Linked DNA regions of Rattus norvegicus: region 1 is linked to region 2. A link is a contact called in public Hi-C data. All regions are on one chromosome and are shown on one strand. Each heading gives the region's core, a stretch centred on a gene start, on an enhancer-like site or on the middle of the called end of the contact. The rest is flanking DNA. Distances are from core to core; before and after follow the strand shown. Region 1 holds the start of C1h16orf54 (similar to human chromosome 16 open reading frame 54). Region 2 has its middle 3.8 kb from the start of Mapk3.

Evidence for each region. A called contact is a pair of places that touch in the nucleus more often than the background predicts.
Region 1: a contact with region 2 is called in a Hi-C map of frontal cortex, with 1.6 times the contacts expected there. The contact joins the promoter of C1h16orf54 here to the enhancer-like site in region 2. A contact is called at or near these places in 2 of 12 Hi-C or Micro-C datasets (frontal cortex and mammary epithelial cells).

Annotation. Positions count from the first base shown.
Region 1 is chr1:191,131,198-191,137,309 of GRCr8, reverse strand. C1h16orf54 (similar to human chromosome 16 open reading frame 54) reads right to left here and starts at 4,225. Exons shown (of 2, transcript NM_001025001.1): 1 at 4,178-4,225; 2 at 1,657-3,760. The coding sequence starts at 3,404. The coding sequence ends at 2,727. It also overlaps the pseudogene Psme2-ps3.
Region 2 is chr1:190,790,483-190,796,386 of GRCr8, reverse strand. No RefSeq gene overlaps it. Among named protein-coding and RNA genes, the nearest start is that of Mapk3, 3.8 kb to the left of the region's middle. Within about 2 kb of position 4,601, at least 37 of the 93 cell types and tissues checked have an H3K27ac peak or open chromatin away from gene starts, as enhancers often do.

The DNA of each region.
Region 1 (6,112 bases), core at 2,976-5,475, 340 kb before region 2:
TAAGAGCACTGCCTGCTCCTTCCAGGAACCTGGGTTCAATTCCCAGCACCTACACGGCAGCTCGCAGCCCTCAGTACTTCTGTTCTAGGAAATCTAGTGACCTTGTCTGGTCTCTGTGGGCACCAGGCACATGGTATACATTCAGGCAAGAGATTCACACACAGAAAATAAAAATCTTTTTAAAATAAAAATAAAAAGTTATAAATAAAAATAATAAAGGAAAAAGAGTAAAGTCCATCTTTTTTTTTTTTTTTTAAAGACAGGTTTTCTCTGTGTAGACCTGGTTGTTCTGGAACTCACTCTGCACCAGGCTGGCTTCAGAGATCTGCCTGCCCCTGCTGAGATTAAAGACATGCACCGCCACCACCCAGATTCACATCTATATTTTTAGAGACTTGTTTTATTTAATTACTTATATGCCTGTGTGTCTGTGTGTTGGTTTGTACACATGAAAAAGGGAGAAAAGCTTAACCCGAGCTGAGACTGAACTAGGCCACTTTGCACTAGGGAGAGAGCTTGGTGGCCTCGCCTGGTGCCAAGAGACTCTGCCACCCCAGAACTCCGATGGCAAGATGCTAACAATGAATGCTGAGCCCTGAGGGTGAGCAGATTTTCTCTCCTGAGCTGGGCTTCTTTTTCTTTACTAACATGCGTGCGTGCGTGAGTGCATATGCCCTACATGTGTGCAGATGCTCATGGAGGCAGAAAAGGGCATCAGATCCCCTGGAACTGGACTTACAGGCAGTTGTGAGGACCCAACATCTGCTAGAGCACGCCCGTCACTGCTCATCACCGGTGCGCCTTCTCCCCAACTAATGTGTCTGTTAATCTATGCTCTTATCCCTCCCTCCCTCACTGAGCTCTTTCTGCTCTAGTCCATGTTCTCAGTTTCAGACTATAAAGACGGCTCTAAGGATAGTAATTGGAAGTCATCAGGAAGATCACATGCATTCATTCTTGTATTTATCCAGCCATCCACACAGCCCCCAACCATCTATTGGGCTGCAACCCAGGTTAAATTCGTCTGTCTTTTTTACGAGAATGCACAAATCAACACACAGGCAGACAGATGCACACAATTAACTGATGGTAAGAATGTCTGTTCCCTAGTTCATGCATGAGTCAGAGACAGAACAAAAACCTCCCCCTTCCGTCCTCTGTCCCTCACGCTTTTTCTCCCTTTCTTTCCTTTGTCAGGGTCTTACTAAGTAGCCCAGGCTGGCCTTGAACTTGGGATCTCCCGCCTCAGCCTCCAGAGTGCTAAGATTTCAGGCTTGTCCCCCCACCTCTGCTTCATCCCCTTTTCTTTCAACAAGGAGCAGAATTTGAGGTAAAAGTCTCCAGGAGGCAACACTGTCTCCTTAGGACCCCATTGTCTACACTGTATTTTCATATTTCTGTTTTTTTTGTTTTGTTTTTTGTTTTGTTTTTTTTGTTTTGTTTTGTTTTTTTGTTTTGAGTCAGGTCTCAGTGTGGTGTTGGTTAGCCTGGAAACCACAGAGACCCACCTGTTTCAGCTTCCTGAGTGCTGGGCTTAAGGAAGGCACTAGCATACCTGGCTTATTTTCATGTTTGTTTGTTTGTTTGTTTGTTTTTACTTGTGGCAAGTAGTACTGGTAATACTGATTTTCCATTTACAGAGGTCATACAAAAAGATTCACTTTAAAACAAATTTATTAAGCAAACAGCAAATCAATTTAAGGAAAAAATATAAAGTAAATCATAAAACAAAAGGTAAACTGATATGGACAAATCTTCATGTTCTTGACTGAAGTTTGGGAACTCAGATTTCCAGGGACGGGGAGCTCCAGGAGTTCCAGTGTGTTTCCTGCTGTGAACCCCTCTCCTGAAGGAGAAGTCAGCCGGCGGGCACACAGATATTTGGGACTCCGTTTCTGTGGAATGGATCACTATAAGTAAGTCTGCCTCACAGCAAACCTGGCTCTCTAAACCACTCCAGCAAGCTGGAGGGAAGGACGGCAAAGGCTATGTCTGGGGAGTGTCCCTTCCCTGGGACAACCTTCCTTCTCATACCACTCAGTTCTCTTTCGGCCATCCTTTTCTTAACACGGATTAATAAAACTGCACTGTAGCACGTGTGCAGCCATAAGTGGGTGAGCAGAGGAGCCTACTGATCCCTTTTGAGTCTCTGTCCCAATTTCCGGCAAGAGACAGCCTCTCCAGCTCGGCTCAGCAAATTCCATGTTGCCACTTAGTAACCAAAGTCATGATTTGTATGGAAACAAAGACTCCTCCAGGATTTGTCTTCTGTGTTTTGTTGGAGGGCCTCACAGAGGTGGGAGAGAGTGGCTGGGAACAGATAGGGTTTGTGGCTCTGGGGAGCAAGATTCCTGCCATCCCCTGCCCACATGACTGACACTCATAGTCACTAGCTCTGGCATCGCGGACAGGACCTCTTCATTCTGACAGGCTGTCTTAGGGTAAGTGTGTACCCTGATGTACCATCTTGAAGCCTTCTGGCTTTTAGCCAACTAGCCTTGTCTTCAATTCTCAGAGTCACAACCTAGGCATTTTAACCAAAGCCGAACTTCAGTGCAATCCTTGGAGTACAAGCTGTCCACACTCTTAACCTGCCCACAGGTCAGGTGCAGAAGACAGATATTTCCACACAAAAGGCCCTATCCAGTGCGAGGATCAGGCTGGAGGCTGGAGCTGACCCCCCTATCCCCTCTTAGGTGGGAATTAGTCTTATGGGTTCTGAAGATTCAGAAGCCCACACTGGTCCTGCCTTCCCTCTTCCAGAACGCCGAGATCTGCTCCAGGGTGACCCGAGGCTGGAGACTCCAGTCAGGCTCAAGGCTCCCTTGCCTCAGCCTCCAAGCCCTGGGGCTCCCAACCTCCAAGCCAGCCTCTGCCATCGGCTCAGGCCCAACCCAGCTCACCAAGCCTGTGGCATAGGGACTCTCTTCTTGGGTCTGAGGCCTCCAGAAGGTGCTCTGGGCTGGGACTTCTGGTGGGGTCTGGGGAACTAAAGAGCTGGGTGAAGGGTGTGGTGTTGGAATGGCTGGTGGAGCAGTTGCTCTGCCCTCCAAGGTGCCCCCAGGGGTTGGAGGATCTGGAGCCCTGTCCATCAGCAGAGGTATGGAGGAGCCATACCAGTCCTCAGAGCGCTCCCGGGCGCTGCTTGTGGGCTCAATCCATAGCTCTCCTCCAGGGCGCCAGACTAGGGTGGGTGCACGCTGGCTGGGGTCTGGTTGCGGGCGGCGGAACAGGCGTTCGGCCAGTACAGCAGTAGTTATGATGAAGAAGGCTGTGAGAGAGGCCAGGCCCAACATGATGGGAATACAAGGGCCGCAGGGGATTACAACCCACATTGCTGCCTCCGATGTAGGCTCAGTGAGCCCCTCCGTGTGCCCTGAGGGCTGCTGGGGAGTTGCAGGCATCTGGGAGACACAGTGGTGTGCTCAGAATAGTCGAATCAGGGAATGTCTCCACTGGGAGAAGGAAAGGGCACCAGTCAGAGGATATCCCGTTTCCTGGAAAGAGATTCAACACACTTCTAACAACTTGACCATCTCACAGGAGGAGACAGGTGGTTAGACTGCGAATCGCTGGGACTGCAAATCCTTGGCCTTCTATTTAAACTGTAATTTCACTTCAGAATCTCAGAGACAGACCGGGAGGAGGGGGTGCTGGATCTCTTTGCCTCTCTCTAGAGTGTGGGTGGCCACACTGACTATATCTTCCTGCTTCCCGAGGTCAATTCGGCTCTTCTAATTGGCTTATTGAGCATGGGTGACTAAATTAGAGAGGAGCAAAGGGGATGTAAAGGGGACAAAAGCAAACCAGGGGAGGCTGGAGAACAAACCAGAGCTGGCTGAGGCTCCCTGCACAGTCACAGGCCTCACTTCCCCTCCCAGCCCCCCTTCACCCTCCACCCCCAACCCCCCATGACAGATCAAAGTCTGGGGCTCTCAGGTCTTGTCTCAGCCTTAAGTGAGATGACTTGGACTGAGAGAGAATCCCCTTGCTGGCCCCTCCGTTCCCTATGTACCCACTCTTCCAGCCACCTTACCCGTCTCCTTGGAGGTGGCCCAGCTGTTGGCCCTGTTGTGCTTTTTTGGCTGTACCGGGTCTGTGGCCAGGCACCAATCTAACTTGCCCGGCTCTGCCACCAGTCCCCCATTTGCAGTCGCTTCTGTACCCCTCACCTCACCTGTCACCTTGGGTCAATCTTGGATTTCACTGTCTTCGGAGCCCTTCTTTTCCCAGTGCATGCCGGGAGTGTGTGTGTGTGTGTGTGTGTGTGTGTGTGTGTGTGTGTGTGTGTGTGTAGCTATCTGAAAGGCCCTGGAGGGCTGGCCTCAGAAGGCGGCGGAAGGGAGGCTACCACCTGTTGCTGGGCGACTGTGCCCCAACTTTTCCTGCCCCCATAGAGTGTTTCCAAGGCAACCTGAGGATGTGGTCAGTGTGGTGAAGAACCACTTCCTGAGTAAGGTGGAGCGAGAATGAACAGCTGCTCTGCTCAAGTCAATCTCACCCCACAGGCAAGGCCCAGACCCCAGCACGTTCACCTTCTCACCCCACGGGCAAGGCCCAGACCTCAGATTGCTCACTCAGGGGAGAGGAAGATTACAAAGACCGGCTCAGGGATTCCCAGAGCACTGCCTCTTCTTGGAGGGTGTCTAGCCCTCTGCACCCTCTTCATCCAGCAGTGTCATACTTTTGTTTTTTGGGGTTTTTATTTTTTATTTTTTGTTTGAGACAGGAATTTAAGACGTAGCCCAAATCCTCCCACGCTTGTCTTCTGAGTGCTGGGGTTTCAGTCCTAGGCCACCAGCCTAAGTTCATCTCTCCATTACTTCTGATACCTAACACAGTGAAAACTATGAGAATAATTGTTATTCTGCACTGTTTAGGCCACCTTTACATGTCGTGTATGTAGTGTCTGTCTGTGTGTCTGTGTCTGTGTGTGTGTGTGTGTGTGTGTGTGTGTGTGTGTGTGTGTTTAGACCAGGTCTGAGTCATGTCTACTTACACCCTATTACTTTATTTTCTGTCATTGGGTGTTTAGCTCGCCTTTATGTATTTTCACCACAAGCGTGCCTGGTGTTCCAGGAGGCCGGAAGAGGATGTCAGATCTCTGGGAAGTTGATTGATGGTTGTGAGCCACTTTGTAAGTACTAGGACTTGGACCCAGGAGCTCTGCAGGGGCATCAAATGTTCTTTCCAGATCCCACCTATTTTTTTTTTTTTTTTTTTAGTATAAATCATTTGTTTTCCTTCTAATCCTTACCTCTGTATGTAGATGGCTTTTCTTCACTTTGGGTTGAGGATTGTCTCTAGGTTGCTGCTGCTGATATGATAAGGCTCAGCATAGAAGGCCCTTGGGTCCAGCACCATGGCCCTAAGTGTCCCCATAGGCCCGGTAATCTAGTATAAGGGTGTCCTTGGAGGCCTTGGCTACAGCATCCCCATGTGCTTCGAAATGGTTGCCTAGAAAGCTTCTACATTGGTCTTGAAACATTCACTCTCTCCAGCACCTTCTCCTGAATTGCCATCCCCAAATCATTTCCACCCTCAATCTTGGAGATCAGGTGCTGGATCCGTATGATTACCAGAATGCACTTCGCTTTGAGAGCCCAGACTTCTGGCTTAACCAAAGCAAGCAGGGCCAGAAGCTTCGCATCCCCAGGGAGGAAGCCACACTTGGGGACTTCTGTCTTCTCCTGTGTGTCTGTTTCCACCTCATCATCCTTGGGAGGGGATCTGGGATACGGATGTCCAGAGGAGTCCGGGGGGAGGAGAGATCAGCCACATGGAGGGAATCCTCTTGCAAGAGCTGACTTGGGGATATGATGTTTTGTGGCAAGAAAGTACAGAGGAGGTCATCAGCCTCCCAGAAAACATTTTGTCTGAAGACATCCCCCCTGTTTACGGGCTTCTCCACTCAAGCGAACCCCACAAGGCTTGGCCATGCTTCCCCAGTTGCCAGCTCTTGCGTTCCACCTAACTTTTTAGAGACAGCCCCTCTCTCTCTCTCTCTCTCTCTCTCTCTCTCTCTCTCTCTCTCTCTGTCTCCCCCTCCCCCCAACATGGAGCTCACTGATTCTTCAACACTGGTTGTCTAGTGATCCCCAAAGATCCTCTC
Region 2 (5,904 bases), core at 3,352-5,851:
GCTGTCAGACTTGGTAGGAAGTACCCACGTTTGCTGGGCCCCCCTGTGGTGGTGGTGGGCTTATCCTAAGTGTTATAGTGAGGAAGCAGTCTGAAGGGTGGTGGATGGCAGGCAGCACTAGAAAGCTGTGAAGTCAGGTATGCTCCTGTGAAGAGGCAGGCCTGCAGTGGGCTCAGGTGTGTTCTGAGACCCAGTGTTATTGCCTGGAGGACATGCAACCCAGCCCACTTCATATGAGAAGGAGGGAAAGGGTGATAACTGTGAACAAAGATAACTAAATCAATTAAAATGTACAATCTGTTTCTCTCTCTCTCTCTCTCTCTCTCTTACACACACACAGACACACACACAGACACACACAGACACAGATACACACACACACACACACACACACACACACACACACGTGCGCGTGCCAAACAGCAAAATCAAGACCCTGGATCGAGGCTAGTAAGATGGTTAGGTAAGCAAAGATGTTACCATAAGAATGCTAAAAATTTTTTTTAAAGATTTATTTATTTCATGTATGTGAGTACACTGTAGCTGTCTTCAGACACACCAGAAGAGGGCATCAGATCCCATTACAGTTGGTTGTGAGCCACCATGTGGTTGCTGGGAATTGAACTCAGGACCTCTGGAAGAGCAGTCAGTGCTCTTAACCGCTGAACCATCTCTCCAGCCCCAAACCATTTTTTTTTCTTTTTTTTTTTTTTTCCTTTTTCTTTTTTTCGGAGCTGGGGACCGAACCCAGGGCCTTGTGCTTGCTAGGCAAGCACTCTACCACTGAGCTAAATCCCCAACCCCCAAACCATTTTTAAAATTTGTTCTGTTATTTAATGTTTGTGGCTGTGTTGTATGTGCGCATGTGTGAAGGTGCTGTGATCACAGGCCTGTAACATCATACTCAGTTAAGTCCAAAATTCGTACTGACAGGGTTTGGCCCTGGGGGTAGGGAGGGATCTGTATGCTTAGCAAAGCTAGAGTGGTGGTGGTGGGGTCATCAGATTCGGAAAGTTGGATAACCTAGAACCAGGCATCTCCTTAACCAGCAGCACCCACAGGAGTTGGACCTGCCCTGACCCCCAGGCAATCAGTGGACCACTTGGCTCCACATCCGTGCAGGTGCTCCTGCGTGCCTCATGGTCCTACACTGCTGGAACGCTAGTGTCGTTCGAAAGGAGGGAGCCTCGGTGGAGAAAATGCATCTGTAAGGTGTGGCTGCAGGGCATTTTCTTAACTGCTGATTGATGGGGAAGGTGTGGGGGCACCCCTGGCCTGGTGGTCCTGGGTTCTATAAGAAAGCAGGTTGTCACCTGTTTAGGTCCTTGCCTCTCTAAACTGTCATGAAGTTAACAATAAAGTCTTACTGCACACCCTTGCATTCCTCAGCCCTCTACCCCTGCTCCCAGCAAGGCCTGCCGGAGTTTAAGAGTCTACTTATTTTCCCCTTTCAGTCTTCAGTCTTTAATAACTCCGTGTGATGCTAGCTTTTCTTTCTTTCTTTCTTTCTTTTTTTAAGATTTATTCATTTATTATATATAAGTACAACAGAAGAGGGCGTCAGATCTCTTTACAGATGGTTGTGAGCCACCATGTGGTTGCTGGGAATTGAACTCAGGACCTCTGGAAGAGCAGTCAGGTGCTCTTAACCACTGAGCCATCTCTCCAGCCCGATGCTAGCTTTTCAACTTGACGCAAGCTAGAGTCATTTGAAAGGATGGAACTTCAATTGAGACAATGCCTCCATGGACTGGAGAGGTGGCTCAGAGGTTAAGAGCACTGACTGCTCTTCCAGAGGTCCTGAGTTCAAATCCCAGCAACCACATGGTGGCTCACAACCATCTGTAATGAGATCTGATGCCCTCTTCTGGTGTGTCTGAAGACAGCTACAGTGTACTCATATATGATAAATAAAAAATAAAATATTTTTTTAAAAAAAGAGAGGGGGCTGGGGATTTAGCTCAGTGGTAGAGCGCTTACCTAGGAAGCGCAAGGCCCTGGGTTCGGTCCCCAGCTCCGAAAAAAAAGAACCAAAAAAAAAAAAAAAAAAAAAAAAGAGAGAGAGAGAAAATGCCTCCACAAGATATGGCTGTAGGATGATTTCTTAATTGGTGATTGATAGGGAAGGGTATAGCCCATTGTGGGTTGGGCCACCCCTGGGCAGTTGCTCCTGGGTTGTATAAGAAAGCAGACTGAGCAAGCCATGAGGAGCAAGCCAGTAAGCAGCACTCCTCCAAGACCTCTGCTTTTTTTTTTTTTTTTTTTTTTAAGATTTACTTATTTTATATGAGTACACTGTAGCTGTCTTCAAAGACACCAGAAGAGGGCATCAGATCTCATTACAGATGGTTGTGAGCCACCATGTGGTTGCTGGGAATGGAACTCAGGACCTCTGGAAGAGCAGTCAGTGCCCTTAACCATTGAGTCATGTCTCCAGCTCCAAGGCCTGCTTTAACTCCTGCCTCCGGGTTCTAGCCCTGTTTGAGTTGCTGTCCTGACTTCCTTCAGTAATGGACTACAATGTAGAAGCCAAATAAACCCTTTCCTCTCCAACTTGTTCATGGTGTTTTATCCCTAACTTGGACACTCAGTAAGCATCCCCCAGAAGTCATCTGACTTCCAAGATTCTTGCCCCTGCCCCTGGCTGGAACTGTTCAAGTGATGTGTTTCACTTGGGAAGTGTTCCTCACAGCCGCTGGCTTCAGAGATGCTTTGGAGCAGGTCACATTGGGGTAGCTTCCGGCCTGTCCCTTCCCTGTATCTCCCCTCTGCCCCGGAGACTCACCCTTGGCCTTCTCAGATTCTGCTAAAAAGAAAAGTGCAGGTGACATCTGTAATGCCAACGGTCTGGAGGCTGGAACCATAGGCTGCAGAGGTTGAGCTGAGCTACAGAGTCAGACACTGGATTTCCTGATTGCAGTAGCCAAGTTCTAAATGCTCGATAGTCAGTGTGGTGAACTTCATGGACGTAGACATGGCCATGGTCACAAAGTCAACAGGCAGTGACAGACATTGGATAATGTGGCTCAAGAACCTTCTGATGCTAGGCCTGCTGCAGTGACTTTCAAATGATTGATTGATTGATTGATTGATTGATTGATTGCTGGGCAGTGGTGATGCATTCCTTTAATCCCAGCTCTTGGGTGGCAGTTTGAGGCTAGCCTGGTCTACAGAGCAGCTCCAGCACAGCCACGGCTAGGCAGAGAATCCCTGTCTTGGAAAAAAAATATATTGTTTTAAAGTTGTGTCTCTCTGTGTATATGTACACACAAGTATAGCTGCTGGAAGGTATTGGATCCCTGAAGCTGGAGTTACATACAGTTGGTTGTAAGCCACCCGATATGGGCGCTGGCAACTCAGACCCTCTGGGCGAACATTACATGCTTTTAACTGCTGAGCCATCTCTCCCAGCCTCTTGTTTTTAAATGACTCCATCATTTAACATACGGGGAGTCTGAGAATTAAGTTGGCTAACTTAAGTCAAGAAGGGGCCACCACTGTAAAATGTCTTTTCACACAGAGGCTCTCTCAGATGCCATATTGTCTCAGAACCATCGGTGGCTCCTATGGAAGGCACCCTCAGATGCTGCCATCACGGAAGCCTCACAAACACGCAGGACCTAGGCTTGTTTCTCCCCAGAAGAAACAAGGGAGAAAGCACTTGTACCAATTATAGATCAAGAGACAACAGAACTAATCTTGAGTGTTCAGAGTCAGACCTATGGCCAATGAGGCTGAGCTGCCAGTTCCCCAGAGCTCCCAAGTCACTAAGAGGTACCGATTAGGTCGATGACTTCTTTGGTAATTGCTTCGATAGGCTTAATTATATGGCACTTTGAGCAACATTCTAGGCTAGGCTGATGGAAGATTGCTGTAAGGTACAGGCTCTTACCAAAGACCCGGAACTTGCCGCAGCCAAACTGGCTGGAGTAAAACCTCACCGTACCAGCTGTGGTGGCAAATGCCTGAAAACACAGCACTTAAGAGACTGAGGCAGGTTGAAGACCAGCCTGGGTCATATCAGGAGAAAATACATCAAAAGTAAATCTTCAAAAGCTGGGGGAGGAGGTGGCAAGGTCACCTTCAGGAGAATTGAGGAGGTGGCCTTTTATTTTATTTTTAATTTATTTTGGTTTTTAGAGGCAGGGTTTCTCTATGTAGCCCTGGCTGTCCTGGACTCACCCTGTAGACCAGGCTGGCTTCCAACTCATGGAGATCTGTCTTGCCTACCTCTGCCTCCGAAATGCTGAGATTAAAGGCATGGGCCACCACCGCATGGCTGTGGAGGTGGCCTTTAGTCACTGAAACATAAGTGAGGTTGCAGAAGCTAGAGATGGAGAAAGGACACTGAGGAAAGGGAACAGCGTAGGTAAAGGGATAGAGGCAGGAGCTTGTCCTTTCAGGAACCACGGGAGGTCCTGGAGAGCCACAATGAGGCAAGCCAGACTGATGACGATCTTAGCTTCAGGCCGACTTTGGATGCTCCTCGGGAAGCAGGGAAAGCTCTGGAGGGACCTTTGCCAGATCATATTGCTACTGCAGGAGAATACAGTGACTCAGAGAGCACCATGGGGTTCCTCTTTAAGTGGGATTTCTTGAGCGGAGTTTCCCGGTACAAGGGAAAGGCTGGAGAGGTGGGCGGGACATGCCACCATCCTCAGGCCTCTGGGTAAGGGAGCGCGACTGCGTTCTCCCCCTAGTGGCTGAGATTGGAATTTCCTTTAAGGATTGGGCTGGGATTTTGAAATTTCTCAGATTCCTTTTCAGATCAATATTTAACTAAAGTAGTGGGGGTCACCTTTAATCTCAGCACTTGAGAGGTAGAGGCAAGCAGTTCTCTGTAAGTTCCAGGACAGCCTGGTCTACACTGCGAGTCCCAAGACAGAACTACATAAATGACCCTGTCTCAGAATTAACTACAGTAGACTGATCATCTATTCTCCAACAGTCACCTTCATGTGTATCTCTCCTACAGTCCCCGTACCAGCCAAATGAAGGAAATGAGACATTTACGTTTAGCTGAGGAAAAGCAGACATTGGACCACAGAGAACGAAAGGACTTGGGAATTGTGTTCTCTAGCAGCTCATGGGTAAGAGTGGTGCTCTGAAGGGAAATGGTCCCCATAGATGCATAGATTTTAATAACTGGTTCCCAGTTGGTAGGACTGTTTGAGAGGATGAGGAGGTGTGTCCTTGTTGAAGGTCACTGGGGATGGGTTTCAAAAGACTCACTGCATTCTGAGTCATTCTCTCTCTCTCTCTCTCTCTCTCTCTCTCTCTCTCTCTCTCTCCTGCCTCTCTCCTCCCCAACTCCTGGTTGTGTCTTAAGGTGTAATCTTGCAATACTGTTCCAGAATCATGCCTTCCTGATTGTTACCATACTCCCTGTCATTACAGCCATGGACTCTAACCCTTTGTAACTGTAAGTCCCAAATTAGGGCTTATAAAAGGCTTGCTTTTTTTGGGGTTGGGGATTTAGCTCAGTGGTAGAGCGCTTGCCTAGGAAGCGCAAGGCCCTGGGTTCGGTCCCCAGTTCTGAAAAAAAGAACCAAAAAAAAAAAAAAAAAAAAAAAAAAAGGCTTGCTTTTGGGGTTGGGGATTTAGCTCAGTGGTAGAGCATTTGCCTAGCAAGCGCAAGGCCCTGGGTTCGGTCCCCAGCTCCGAAAAAAGAAAAAAGCTTGCTTTTATCAGTTGCCTTGGTCATTTAGGTCTATCTCAGTGACAGTAAAGTAAACCATATATATGCTCCATGTGCCTGCCAGGTGCCCACGAAAGTCAGGAGAGAGCATTGGACCCCCAGAACCATGTGGTGCTGGGAACAAAACCCAGGTCCTCTGCAAGGGCAGCCAGTGCTCTTAGTCACTGAACCATCTCTCCAGCACCACCTATGTTATCTTTTTTTTT